2 separate regions of the Drosophila melanogaster genome follow, and region 1 is linked to region 2. A link is a contact called in public Hi-C data. All regions are on one chromosome and are shown on one strand. The core of a region is the stretch at or near the end of the contact, and the rest is flanking DNA. Distances in the headings are between cores, read along the strand shown.

Region 1 (6,295 bases), core at 3,021-5,520, 2.5 Mb after region 2:
TTGTCAAATGCGTTATCGCTGAGAAGTCTGTTAAAAAGAATTTGTACCAAAGCAAAAAATCCACCACATCCACGAGTTGGGCTTACAACTAAAGCACCATAAATGAGAAAGCGCGCCAAAATCGAGCATCATCAAAAGTGAGTAATAAAGGAAAAAGCGAAATAAAGTAGCTGCAATCTTACGGAATCGTGAGCCCGCCAAAAATTTGGCGTACACCCAAAGAGAAAACGCGAATAAGGTATAACAAATAATGCTCGGACAGCGAAAGAAGGAATAGGGAATCGAGAGAAAGATAAAACAATTTATTGGAATTCTTAGTGAAAAGTTAGAAATAAAGGAAAAAGTGGACAAAAAAAAACTGCACTTTCGATGTATTTTAATACTCAAATTTTATTAACATAGAAATTAACGATTAGACAGACCGTTTTCTGGCTGACCGTTTTATATACCGTATATACTGTGAAAAATACTACATAATACTCATGGGTGTGGAACACCGCTTAATCATTGGTTTATGTCCAGGATAAAAATTTTAAACGTCGTTTATACCTTTTTAAAACAATCTATAGTTAATCAAAAAGAATAAATATAAATAAATAAAGAGTGAAAACAAAGCAAGTGCATAAACACAGCGATCATTTATTATTATGTATATTTAACACACATATTTAATATGCACGCGAATAAAATGAAAAAGTCAACGGCAGTCTTTCAAATGAAAAAACTAAAAGTAACAAGGAAAGTTTTTTTTTTCTATAAATATAGAACTAAAACTATGATGAAAAAACTCATCATTTGATAATACTAATAAGTATGCTACTTCAGTTCTGGCTTCTTTCCGAGTAAATACATGATTTTCCAACTTCTTAGAAGTCATCTGCACGTTTTTGACCACAAAAACATCTTCTCCTTGAAATTATTTGTTGCACCTGGGTTCCTATAAGCAAAAGTAGTTTTTTTTTAGTGCATCTAAAAAGGCAGCTTATTGTAAGCAGCTTACATGAAGTCCACGGGGCTTTCAGCTCTTTAAATTTCTTTCTTTTGCGTTTCCGGGTGTATCTAAACAAGAATTTCGAAATGGTTTTGATTAAAGTGCTCATCTTCTTGAAAGCGCAGCACTTGTCTACTTACTGTGCCATTGCTTTGGGGAAGTTTTGCTTCCGATTCTTAGTCCTGTCGTTGAGCTTGCATCTGCTTTCGGTCTTTTCAATCTGTGGCTATGATTATGATGCAGTTGCTCCTCGCAGGAGAAGACGCGACTCTCGTCCTGCGATATCCACAGTCGCGCTTTGCACGTGCAGGTGGAATCACCATGCGATAGCCGGCTTGAAATTTAAACTAATGTCGCTGCAGCTAAGGACTTTGTTCGCATATCCAGAGCGGTGGAGAATCTGCAATTCAAATTGTTGTATATGTATATATTGTATGTATATATGTTTTAGCCACTCTGTAAAAGTCCCATGTAACATTCATGTACCTAAACTAAATGCATAAACAATTTTAAATAAACGTGCCAATTTAATGGAAAAAAACATCGATCACAGCTGATTTGCACTAGAAGGTTCGAGTCTCTGATAGCCAGCAAGTTGGTATTTTTGCAGCATATTTTTTCTGCTGTCTGCGCACCATAAAATTGTTTATATTACTTTTCAAAAACATTGGCAAGCGTATATTTGCACAAAATGTAACCCTTATCTTATAATCAAACGGGTAAATATATTTAAACGGGAAAGTGCAGCAAATGCAACGCGCGAGTCCGTTTCCACCACATGGTATTCGGTTTGGATTTTTTTTTAGTATTTTTTCGCGGCATTCTACCGCACGCGTTAGTGCATACGCACACGGCTCGCGGGGCATATTATAGCGACGCACCACGGTCACGCTGCTCAAAGTGAAACGGCCAAACGAAGAAGACGTATCGTGTGTGCTCAGACTTGTGCTCTCAAAATTTTTGGTCAACTACATTATTCAGCTCTGGTAGCGAAACAACAACAACAACTACTACTACTACTCACACTTAACAACAATACGAACGAAATAACAATGCCGTCGACGCAGCGCCGAAACGCAGATATATTTTTTTTTGTTAATTCTTTTGGAGCAAGCAAGTTCTTCTTCAGCGAGCAAAAAATAAATGAAATGCAGCCGCCGCACAACATGATATGCAGATTAATTTAAACAAAACAGCGATCGAACTACCGCGGGTGGGGGTTCTTTTTATCACTATATTTGACAACAATTTGTATACTGTTTTTATTTGTTGCCGTTGTTTTACCTTTTGGTCAGTCATATATGCAGATATATGTATATATATATATATGTATATCTTCATAAATGCACATGAGAATTCGCGGAACGGAACACACTATAGAAACGTTAAGCAGCGGCAGTAGCAGCAACAAGAACAACAGCAGCAACAACAACTACTACAACGAACAGAGACGACGTCGAAGGAAAGATTTTTACTCGCGTCGCGGTATACTTCAACTGTTTTTGAACTTTTATTGCGTGTTTGCTGCTGCGACAAAACTTGCGCGGCGCCACAAAGCGGAGAAAACGTTGACCGCGTGTGTGTGGCGGAGAGCATGCGCTCTCTCGCCCGTATACGTATACGCGCTGTTGTGCGGTGGTGTGCGTGTCTGCGCCAGTCGGTACGCGATTTCAGTTGCGCCGCCCGTTTCGCTCGCGTTTATCGCGACTCACACACTGAAGTGAAGGCGGGCGACAAGCGCTGCCATTGCCAATGCCACAGTGTTGTCCGTTGTTCGCCGCGTTCGCTCTCGCCGCAACTCGAGTCGATATGCCCGAATTCGCCGCCGCGCCTGGCTGTGTGTGACTTGCTTGCTCCAAATTTAGACGAACCCTCATTGTTTTCCTCCCCTGTCTCAGTTTAGAGTTTTAACTAAAAAAGATCACAAGCCAAAAAAAAAAAAAACAAAGAGAAACCTAAAGAAATATCAACCAAAAGTGTGCAAAATCCAAAAGATTCTACAATCCGAATCGAAAACAAAAACATAAGAACCACAAAAGCAGCAGCAGAAAGAGACACAGAGAGCAGCGAAAACTTAACTGCGAATTCAGCGGCTGAAGCAAAGCAGCGGAGCCCAAGTGCAAGCGAGACGGCAGCAGAGCTCCGCTGCAAGGCAACGGGATAGAAAGAGAGATAAATAGAGAGACAGCGCAGCAGCGATATAGAGTGAGAGCAGGCGGGAGAGCGAGTAGCGGCAGCGACAGCAACACAGCCACAAAAGAGATCGTGAGAGGGAGGGAGAGCTAGACGACGACCTACTACACAAAAAAAGGTGATAATTTTTTCATTTCATTCTTTTTACCTTTTGATTTTTCTTTCTTTACCCCCTTCGAATTTCGTTTTAGTTGTATTTTGTGGTATCTATAGTTAACACATCTTGTACGCCTAGTCTAGTTTTAAGTGAAAATCGTACGAATCGTACGTACCAAGAAATGCCAAAGCAAATAATGTAACTTGCTCTCTCTCTCCCTCGCACACTTCCTCTAGCTCTCGCTCTCATTTCATAACTCGTTTTCCATAAATTTCATATATATTTTATTCAGTTGTATATTTCTTTGTTCACCCCACTAAGAATCAAACGCCTTTCCTAATTCTCGTCCAAAAAGTCCAATCAATTCAAAATCATTACGAATTTCGATTTGCAGCTTTGTAGCTCACTTTCATTGAAACCACAAAGAAATAAATGAGAGAGAGAGAGTGTGAACATTTAACAGTAACGAGGGCTGTTATTAACATTTCAGCGGTGCGTAAAAGAAACCAATAAACATTAACAAAAAAAAAAAAAGAGAGTTGCTAAAAACCAAACAAAAATGTCTGCATTTTTCAATCCTTTCGAGTGTGTTTTGTGGGCGGGCTGACGTCTGACATCACGCGGGGCTGCTTCTTTTGCTCCTAGTTACTTTTCTTGGCCCAGAGCTGTGTGGAACAAGTCATAGTAAGAAAGTATCGTTGGTTTACAATGGGCACATTGGAACACTCTTCTATGGAAAGTGCACCACTTGCCCACTGTGTTTTTTCTCTCTTTTTCGCTGCCCCAGCGGCAAATCTTTATCCTTTCGCATCGAATTCGCCATCTAACAGTGTGCGTTAACATGAAAGCGCTAACAGCGGCAGGGCAGCCAGAGCCACAAGGCGAAAGGGTGAGGGGGAGAGTTAGTCAGTGGATGAGTGTTCGCCAGCAAATCGTAATATACTTTTGTAACAGACCACTGCTTCGGGCCGCGCTGGCGGCAGACTGAACCGCGTTGTCACACATTCAAAATTTCAACAAACTTCGCTACGCTGCCGACGTCGACGTCCCCACGCCAAGTTAACCAAGCGAGTGTGAGCGAGTATTGGGCTCTTGAATTCGCCTCACGCTCACTTGTCGCTTTGTCGCCGGCCGCTCTCCGTCTCGCTCTCGTTTTCGGGGAATAATTTCAATGATTTTTCTTTCCTTTGAAAAGAAGTTTCTAGCAGTTGTAGTTGTAGTCGCCCATGGGCTTAGATTGTATTTTTTATGTTGCTCTTCGTTCGTAAATTTCATTTAGTTTGGATATTTTATCATTTTACGAGGGGTTTTAGGCAGTTTTTACTCGATATTTGTACATTTTTGCACTTGTAGTTTCCGCAAGTTATGGTTTTGTTGCGGCATAGCTTAAGTTTTCCCCCACAAATGTTAAATTGAGTGGGTTTTTAAGCATTTTATCATATTTTTTGTAGGGTTTCTTTCAGGTATACGCTGTTAACTATAGGAGAAATATTGTTTTCAAAGTAACAAGTACTTATGTATGTGATTTTTGCCACTTTCGTACATTTTAGACAAATCAATGAATATTTCTCATTTTCAACATATTCTATTATACAATGACTAGCTGAAATACAGAGGTGGTCAAAAGTATTTACAGTATTGAAGTATTTTTGACCACCTCTGTATTTAGCCTTCATTGGTGGTCGTTCATATAATGTTGTTTCCCCACTATCTTATCTCTTTTGATTGGATTTCACATGTTTAAGGGGTCAAAATGAGTGTATTTTTCAATGCTCAATTCGCTTCCGTTTTCAGCATGCTTACTCACGCACACACTTGTGCGCTTTAAACGCTTACGGTTCTGTGTGTGCGTGTATGTAAATGTCTAATACTTGTGTCAATTTTCCCTAGTGATGTAATAGATTTTTTAGGTGCGGCTTTTTTTCCGCCTTCATTCGCTCTGCCATGTTCCACACTTTTTCATGCTCTTTAATATTATTTTTTTTAGTTTGCCAACGAGGTCAGACTGGCACAAATACACATGCAAATGCACGTGCATATGAGTGCGCGCACACAGAGACATCCCTAAATAAATCGCAGTTTGCAGTTCTCCCTTCCACCCTTGCTCTTCTGTCTCTCGTTTGTCTACCTTTCATATGCCCTACCTGTAAGCGATCGCTGTTGTTGTTACTGTTAAATGAATCTGTTACACTCCTCTTCTTTCTTAAAACCTTACTTCCGGCTTGATCATCTCATGCTCTCCCTCCTCTCGCTCTTTCTCACTGTTTCTGCATAAATAAGTTGCCCGCATTTTGTTGTTATCGCTAAATTCTAGTGTATGTGTGTGTGCTGGTTGGGTGTATCTGTATCAGCTTGTAGTATTTCTAAGCCTTGTTTTGGTTTCACGCCCTTTTTATTTAATTATCTGTAGAATGTGCGGCGACCCAGAGATTCCGATTCCGTTATCCCTCATTAAGAAAAGTAAACACCTGCCATAATATGTAAACATTACGCATTTACATATGTATGTACATACATGTACATACACACTATAAACCAAAGAGATTGCCGTTATTGTATTACGAATTTTAAGAATCAAGCTCATCCTAGTAATTGTTAATGTTTGTTTCATTATTTACTGGTCTGGCTACTCTTTTGGTTTGTAATATTAAAAGTAAGTGCGACTTTTCCTTCTCTGCGGTCGCATTTTCCAAAAGTAGAACAAAAAGCATTGGCTTAACCCCTTTTGTTCCCCCCATTTTCCGACCGATTGAAATACGCAAATGATTGATGTAACTTTGTTAGTGCTCGCTTCCTTTGCCTTTAAATTAAGCCCATTAAAATTAATTAAGATATTGACCCAGTTCGCTGGCAGTCGTCGGAAAAGCGTCGGCACAGAAACAAAATTGTTTCAAGTGCCTGACATTTTTACATTAAAGCGACATGACGTCATTAGATGAACTTGTTGTGCTCACTTTGCTTGTGTTTGTTGGTTTCTGCTGGAAAACGAGCATAAGCAGTTAATAATTGGCAGT
Region 2 (6,620 bases), core at 2,133-4,632:
GTTCGAGAAGTTTGACTGTGGCAGGAAAGTTCATGCAATTTAACCAGTTCACTGAAAGTTCACGTGCCCATATTTATTAGCAGTAATTTATTTTGAAGAGTGATATAAATGAAAATGAATACTGTTATAGTACATTGGATATTTCTATACTAATAACAATAATAATATTATAAGCAATAGTTTGGTTATGGCCACAGCAGTCTAGCCACCCACTGAAATTGAGTGAAATCTGGCGAAAAGCACGCAAAAATGGCAAAAACGAAATATTCATATCTTTCGCTTTACCGCTGCGTCTGCTGCTACTTGCGCATTTTTCGACTTTTGCAGACAGGTGGGCGTAGTTACGCCCCCACGACAGGCGCAACAATGTCGGCAATGCAGTGCGATGGGCAATTAACGGAGCAATTAGCGCCATGGAATTTGGCGATTTAGCATTATTACATTAACATAAATTCGTGTTGGCATTTATGTATACGACTGATCCCGCGAAAGCAAGCACGATTAACTCCGAGTGCTGCTATATATACATACATACCTGGATTTTCATTTGGAGCGAAAGATGTTTTAATGGCCACAGTGGAGGCCAGAATACTAGCAACTTTACATATACTAGCTACACTCCGTTTCAATAGGTTCATTTGAATCCTTGATGGAGTTTTGATAATAAACACTAATAATTAGATATGAACTGGATTTTTGGTGCTAAAAATTTGAGTGGTGCTGTTCTTCAATTCTTGGCTGAGATTTCGAGATTTCTTCAAACGTTTTTTCGCCTTTTTAGCCAAACTAACCGTCCATGGCCTTGGTTTTCGGGTGCTTAACTCCCCCGACTGCAAACGCACGATCAAAACTTACGTACATCCCCTCTACCTACCTCCCTCCCTTCCTTCCACCACCGCACTTTTCCAACGTGTTTGTGCACGCAAACTAATTAAGACAAGCAATTAATGGCTGTATTTAATTTTTCCAATTGCGTTGCGATGCCGAAATGGCCAAAAACGCTGGAGTGAAAATGTATTTGCAACTTGAAGATAGCCAAAAGCGGTTAACTGCAATGCCAGCTGTTGAAATGTGAAACAAACATACATACATATGTATGTACATAGTTATAAAAATAACGCGAAAAGGGGTGGGGTGGCAACCCTGGCGGTGCGTGCACGAAAAATAATGGAAATGGAAGAAAACCAAATGAAATGCGAAAAATTTACGAAAATTTTCACATTCAATGACCTTGACAATGGCTTTGGCCCAAGTCGCTCAACTTGTTTATTTCATTTACTTCGCTTGACGTGTGTGAGCGTAGAAAACGTGACGAGTTACGTACTTTTGGAGAAAGGTCGTTGATCATGGCTAAATGTTGTTGCTTTTCGCTTAATAGCGGTCTCAAAGTCAACATCAACGCGCTGTTTTTGGCCATTTCAGTATTTCTAGTTTCGATACCCCTCACCGCCGTCCCTCCGTCGGATTCCAGCGCTTTTTCGAACTGTTTCCCTTCAAAAACAGCTTTTTTTTCTTGAATTCAGTGGCGCAAGGTTAAAAGTGCCGAAAACCGAAGCCATTGGCCCGGGGAAATTTCTGCGAGTTTTTTCATCGCCTTGCCAAAAAAAAAAAAAAACAAAAAACAAACGATCGAGCAACGAACTTGAGAGAAGCAAATAGAGCCAAAAAAAAGGTTATGATTTTGTTCCAAAGAATGTTCCATAGAATTCTATATTCTAAAAACACAAATGATACTTCTAAAAAAAAATCATATTCATAAATGACTCTTTCCATGAATGGCATCAACTCTGAATCAAATCTTTGCAGATGCACCTACTTCTCATTTCCACTGTCACATCATTTTTCCAGATCTCGCTGCCTGTTATGTGGCCCACAAACCAAGACACGTTTTATGGCCATTAAAGCTGGCTGATCGTCGCCAAACACCAAATACATAATGAATATGTACACATTCGAGAAAGAAGCGATCAAAGAAGCGTCTTCGGGCGGAGTAGGAGAATGCGGAGGAGAAGGAGAACGAGCTGATCTAGTATCTCTCCACAATCCAATGCCAACTGACCAACTGGCCATATTCGGAGCAATTTGAAGCCAATTTCCATCGCCTGGCGATCGCTCCATTCTTGGCTATATGTTTTTCACCGTTACCCGGGGCCATTTTCAAAGACTCGTCGGCAAGATAAGATTGTGTCACTCGCTGTCTCTCTTCATTTGTCGAAGAATGCTGAGGAATTTCGCGATGACGTCGGCGAGTATTTTGAAGAATGAGAATAATTTGTATTTATACGAAAATCAGTTAGTGGAATTTTCTACAAAAACATGTTATCTATAGATAATTTTGTTGCAAAATATGTTGACTATGACAAAGAACTGGAATTAAGTGGCATATTTTGCATTGCTTTCCGATAATAGTTGTATTTTTATAAAGTAAAGCGTTTGTAAAATAAATACCTTTAATGTATTCTCATTTTCTTATGTATTTATAATGGCAATGATGATACTGATGATATTTTAAGATGATGCCAGACCAAAAGGCTTGAATTTCTGCGTCTTTTGCCGAACGCAGTGCATGTGCAATTGTTGTTTTTTGGAATATTCAATTTTCGGACTGTCCGCTTTGATTTCAGTTTCTTGGCTTATTCAAAAAGCAAAGTAAAGCCAAAAAAGCGAGATGGCAATACCAAATGCGGCAAAACGGTAGTGGAAGGAAAGGGGTGCGGGGCAGCGGAAGGAAGGGTGGGGCGGGGCGTGGCGGGGTCTGTGGCTGGGCGCGACGTCACCGACGTTGGAGCCACTCCTTTGACCATGTGTGCGTGTGTGTATTATTCGTGTCTCGCCACTCGCCGGTTGTTTTTTTCTTTTTATGCTGCGCTCTCTCTAGCGCCATCTCGCTTACGCATGCTCAACGCACCGCATGTTGCCGTTTCCTTTTATGCGTCATTTTGGCTCGAAATAGGCAATTATTTAAACAAAGATTAGTCAACGAAAACGCTAAAATAAATAAGTCTACAATATGGTTACTTATTGCCATGTGTGTGCAGCCAACGATAGCAACAAAAGCAACAACACAGGTGGCTTTCCCTCTTTCACTTTTTGTTTGCAAGCCGCGTGCGAGCAAGACGGCACGACCGGCAAACGCAATTACGCTGACAAAGAGCAGACGAAGTTTTGGCGAAAAACATCAAGGCGCCTGATACGAATGCATTTGCAATAACAATTGCGATATTTAATATTGTTTATGAAGCTGTTTGACTTCAAAACACACAAAAAAAAAAATAAAACAAATTATTTGAAAGAGAATTAGGAATCGGACGCTTATCGTTAGGGTAACAACAAGAAATGCTTACTGAGTCACAGCCTCTGGAAAACTGCCGCAAGCCAGAGAGAGAGAGAAAAAGAGGGAGAGCAGCTTAGACCGCATGTGCTTGTGTGTGAGGCGTCTCTCTCTTCGTCTCTGTTGCGCAAACGCATAGACTGCACTGAAAAAATCGATTACCTATTTTTTATGAATGAATATTTGCACTATTACTATTCAAAACTATTAAGATAGCAATCACATTCAATAGCCAAATACTATACCACCTGAGCGATGCAACGAAATGATCAATTTGAGCAAAAATGCTGCATATTTAGGACGGCATCATTATAGAAATGCTTCTTGCTGTGTACTTTTCTCTCGTCTGGCAGCTGTTTCGCCGTTATTGTTAAAACCGGCTTAAGTTAGGTGTGTTTTCTACGACTAGTGAATGCCCTACTAGAAGATGTGTGTTGCACAAAATGTCCCTGGAATAACCAATTTGAAGTGCAGATAGCAGTAAACGTAAGCTAATATGAATATTATTTAACTGTAATGTTTTAATATCGCTGGACATTACTAATAAACCCACTATAAACACATGTACATATGTATGTTTTGGCATACAATGAGTAGTTGGGGAAAAAATGTGTAAAAGCACCGTGACCATCACAGCATAAAGATAACCAGCTGAAGTATCGAATATGAGTAACCCCCAAATTGAATCACATGCCGCAACTGATAGGACCCATGGAAGTACACTCTTCATGGCGATATACAAGACACACACAAGCACGAACACCCAGTTGCGGAGGAAATTCTCCGTAAATGAAAACCCAATCGGCGAACAATTCATACCCATATATGGTAAAAGTTTTGAACGCGACTTGAGAGCGGAGAGCATTGCGGCTGATAAGGTTTTAGCGCTAAGCGGGCTTTATAAAACGGGCTGCGGGACCAGTTTTCATATCACTACCGTTTGAGTTCTTGTGCTGTGTGGATACTCCTCCCGACACAAAGCCGCTCCATCAGCCAGCAGTCGTCTAATCCAGAGACACCAAACCGAAAGACTTAATTTATATTTATTTAATTAATTTTAATAAAACACACCAAATGTAAGTAGCTTTCCCCTTCCCAACAACAAAACACCATCGAACCACTCCCACCAAGAAAAAGCAATAATCGAGAAAAGCCGCGGAAAATGTGTGATTTTTTTTGTAAACAAAACATTTTTTTATGTGCCAGTGCTGAAAGTGATCAAAAAATACTAGCCACGAGCTAAAGAGTTATTGTATTGACCAAAACTCCAAAAATACCCAAGTTTGGCCCTAAATTGTCAATCAAAATACCAATAGGTCGAAAGACATCAAAATTAACAAAACCAGGGTTTCAAATACCATAACTCAAGAATCAGGATTACAACTGCAGATTTCAGGATATATACATACAAATTATACGAAATTATAAAAACCAAAGCAATTCAATAGCCCCAACTCAAATGTTAGGATCTAATATAGTGTTTAAAGCCAAGCTCGCTGATGTGGGCGTGTCACGATTTCACCCAAAGATATGCCAAATTACGAATTGCAAATCAATTCGCCAACACTTTCTTTTTTTCCCACGCCCTAAAACACCAGATCATCCATAAATGTACATACATACAGTATATGCATATTATAATCTGTAAAACTAGATCAGGTTCTTGAAAATAGTGACGTAGGCAGCCGTTTTGGCTGAAGCAGAAATTTTTGCCGGTTTTTCAAAGTTGTAGTTGCAAAAATGGAGAAAACCTTCGAGCATTCGTTCATATACACACACTCACGCGCAAAATAACGAGAGAGAGTGTATGTGTGTGTGAGAGAGCGAAAGCCAGACGACGGTTTGCTTTTCGCCTCGAAACATGACCATATATGGTCACAAAACTTGGCCGCCGCAATTCAACACACCAGCGCTCTCCTTCGCACCCATAGCGACCATGGCGCGGAGCGAGCGAGATGGCGAGAGCGAGCGACGCCTATGGCGACGTCGACGCAGGCAGCGATTGAAAAACGCAGTTAACTGGCATTCAACATTCACCAGCCACTTTCAGTCGGTTTATTCCAGTCATTCCTTTCAAACCGTGCGGTCGCTTAGCTCAGCCTCGCCACTTGCGTTTACAGTAGTTTTCACGCCTTGAATTTGTTAAATCGAACAAAAAGGTAAAGTTTAACTAGCTTTGAAAAGTTTCGTGGCTCTTAATTGTTAAATTTTCTAGAGTGCGTTTAGTGTTTTTTTTTTTTTTTATTTTGTAATGTTAATTTCGGGTTCCAATTCGAGTTTTAGGCAGCCGCCATTTTAAGGGCGCATACACACAGGCAACTGTGCTCTCTTTGCGGCTTTCTTTTGCACCGGCATTCGTTAAGTGTCGTCTAGAAGCTTCTCCCCTCCCTTTTCGGCATATTCGTATTGTGGTTTTAATTTTTCGGGGCGGGGCCTTCTATTTTGTAACTGTTCTTTTAATTTCTTATTACAATTCGATCGCAAGTGAAAATCAGTTTTCAATCGGAAAAGTATTTTTTTATGAAATTTTTTTTGTCCAAGATTAAAATTTTGTACTAAAAAAACGTACATTGCATTGAGTGATTTTTAATTGTACACGAAAAACAAGTTAGTTTGTTATGACAATTGTACTTTGGTAGACCAGCGCAGTCCAAGGAAACCACGCAAATTCTCAGTTTTTTTTTTGCCATTTCTACATTACCAAATAAGGTAACCAAAAACTAATGGGAAATCCGCATTCTTTCCATTGCAGCTTACAAAATGTGTGACGAAGAAGTTGCTGCTCTGGTTGTCGACAACGGCTCTGGCATGTGCAAGGCCGGATTTGCCGGAGACGATGCTCCCCGCGCCGTCTTCCCATCGATTGTGGGACGTCCCCGTCACCAGGGTGTGATGGTCGGCATGGGCCAGAAGGACTCGTACGTGGGTGATGAGGCGCAGAGCAAGCGTGGTATCCTCACCCTGAAGTACCCCATTGAGCACGGTATCGTGACCAACTGGGACGATATGGAGAAGATCTGGCACCACACCTTCTACAATGAGCTGCGTGTGGCACCCGAGGAGCACCCCGTGCTGCTGACCGAGGCCCCGCTGAACCCCAAGGCCAACCGTGAGAAGATGACCCAGATCATGTTCGAGACCTTCAACACACCCGCCATGTATGTGGCCATCCAGGCTGTGCTCTCGCTGTACGCCTCCGGTCGTACCACCGGTATCGTTCTGGACTCCGGCGATGGTGTCTCCCACACCGTGCCCATCTACGAGGGTTATGCCCTTCCCCATGCCATCC

The links. A called contact is a pair of places that touch in the nucleus more often than the background predicts.
Region 1: a contact with region 2 is called in a Hi-C map of the Kc167 cell line, with 3 times the contacts expected there. The contact joins the promoter of lawc here to the promoter of lncRNA:CR45668 in region 2. A contact is called at or near these places in 4 of 107 Hi-C or Micro-C datasets (the Kc167 cell line, embryo and eye imaginal disc).

What each region holds. Positions count from the first base shown.
Region 1 is chrX:8,407,388-8,413,682 of dm6, forward strand. It overlaps lawc (leg arista wing complex), which reads right to left and starts at 4,271. Exons shown (of 4, transcript NM_001258650.2): 1 at 2,276-4,271; 2 at 1,132-1,391; 3 at 1,001-1,059; 4 at 621-937. The coding sequence starts at 2,587. The coding sequence ends at 2,366. It overlaps Trf2 (TATA box binding protein-related factor 2), which reads left to right and starts at 1,885. Exons shown (of 10, transcript NM_206654.2): 1 at 1,885-1,977; 2 at 2,890-3,302.
Region 2 is chrX:5,896,607-5,903,226 of dm6, forward strand. lncRNA:CR45668 (long non-coding RNA:CR45668) reads right to left here and starts at 3,383. Exons shown (of 3, transcript NR_123807.1): 1 at 2,449-3,383. Act5C (Actin 5C) reads left to right here and starts at 4,255. Exons shown (of 2, transcript NM_001297986.1): 1 at 4,255-4,407; 2 at 6,084-6,620. The coding sequence starts at 6,092.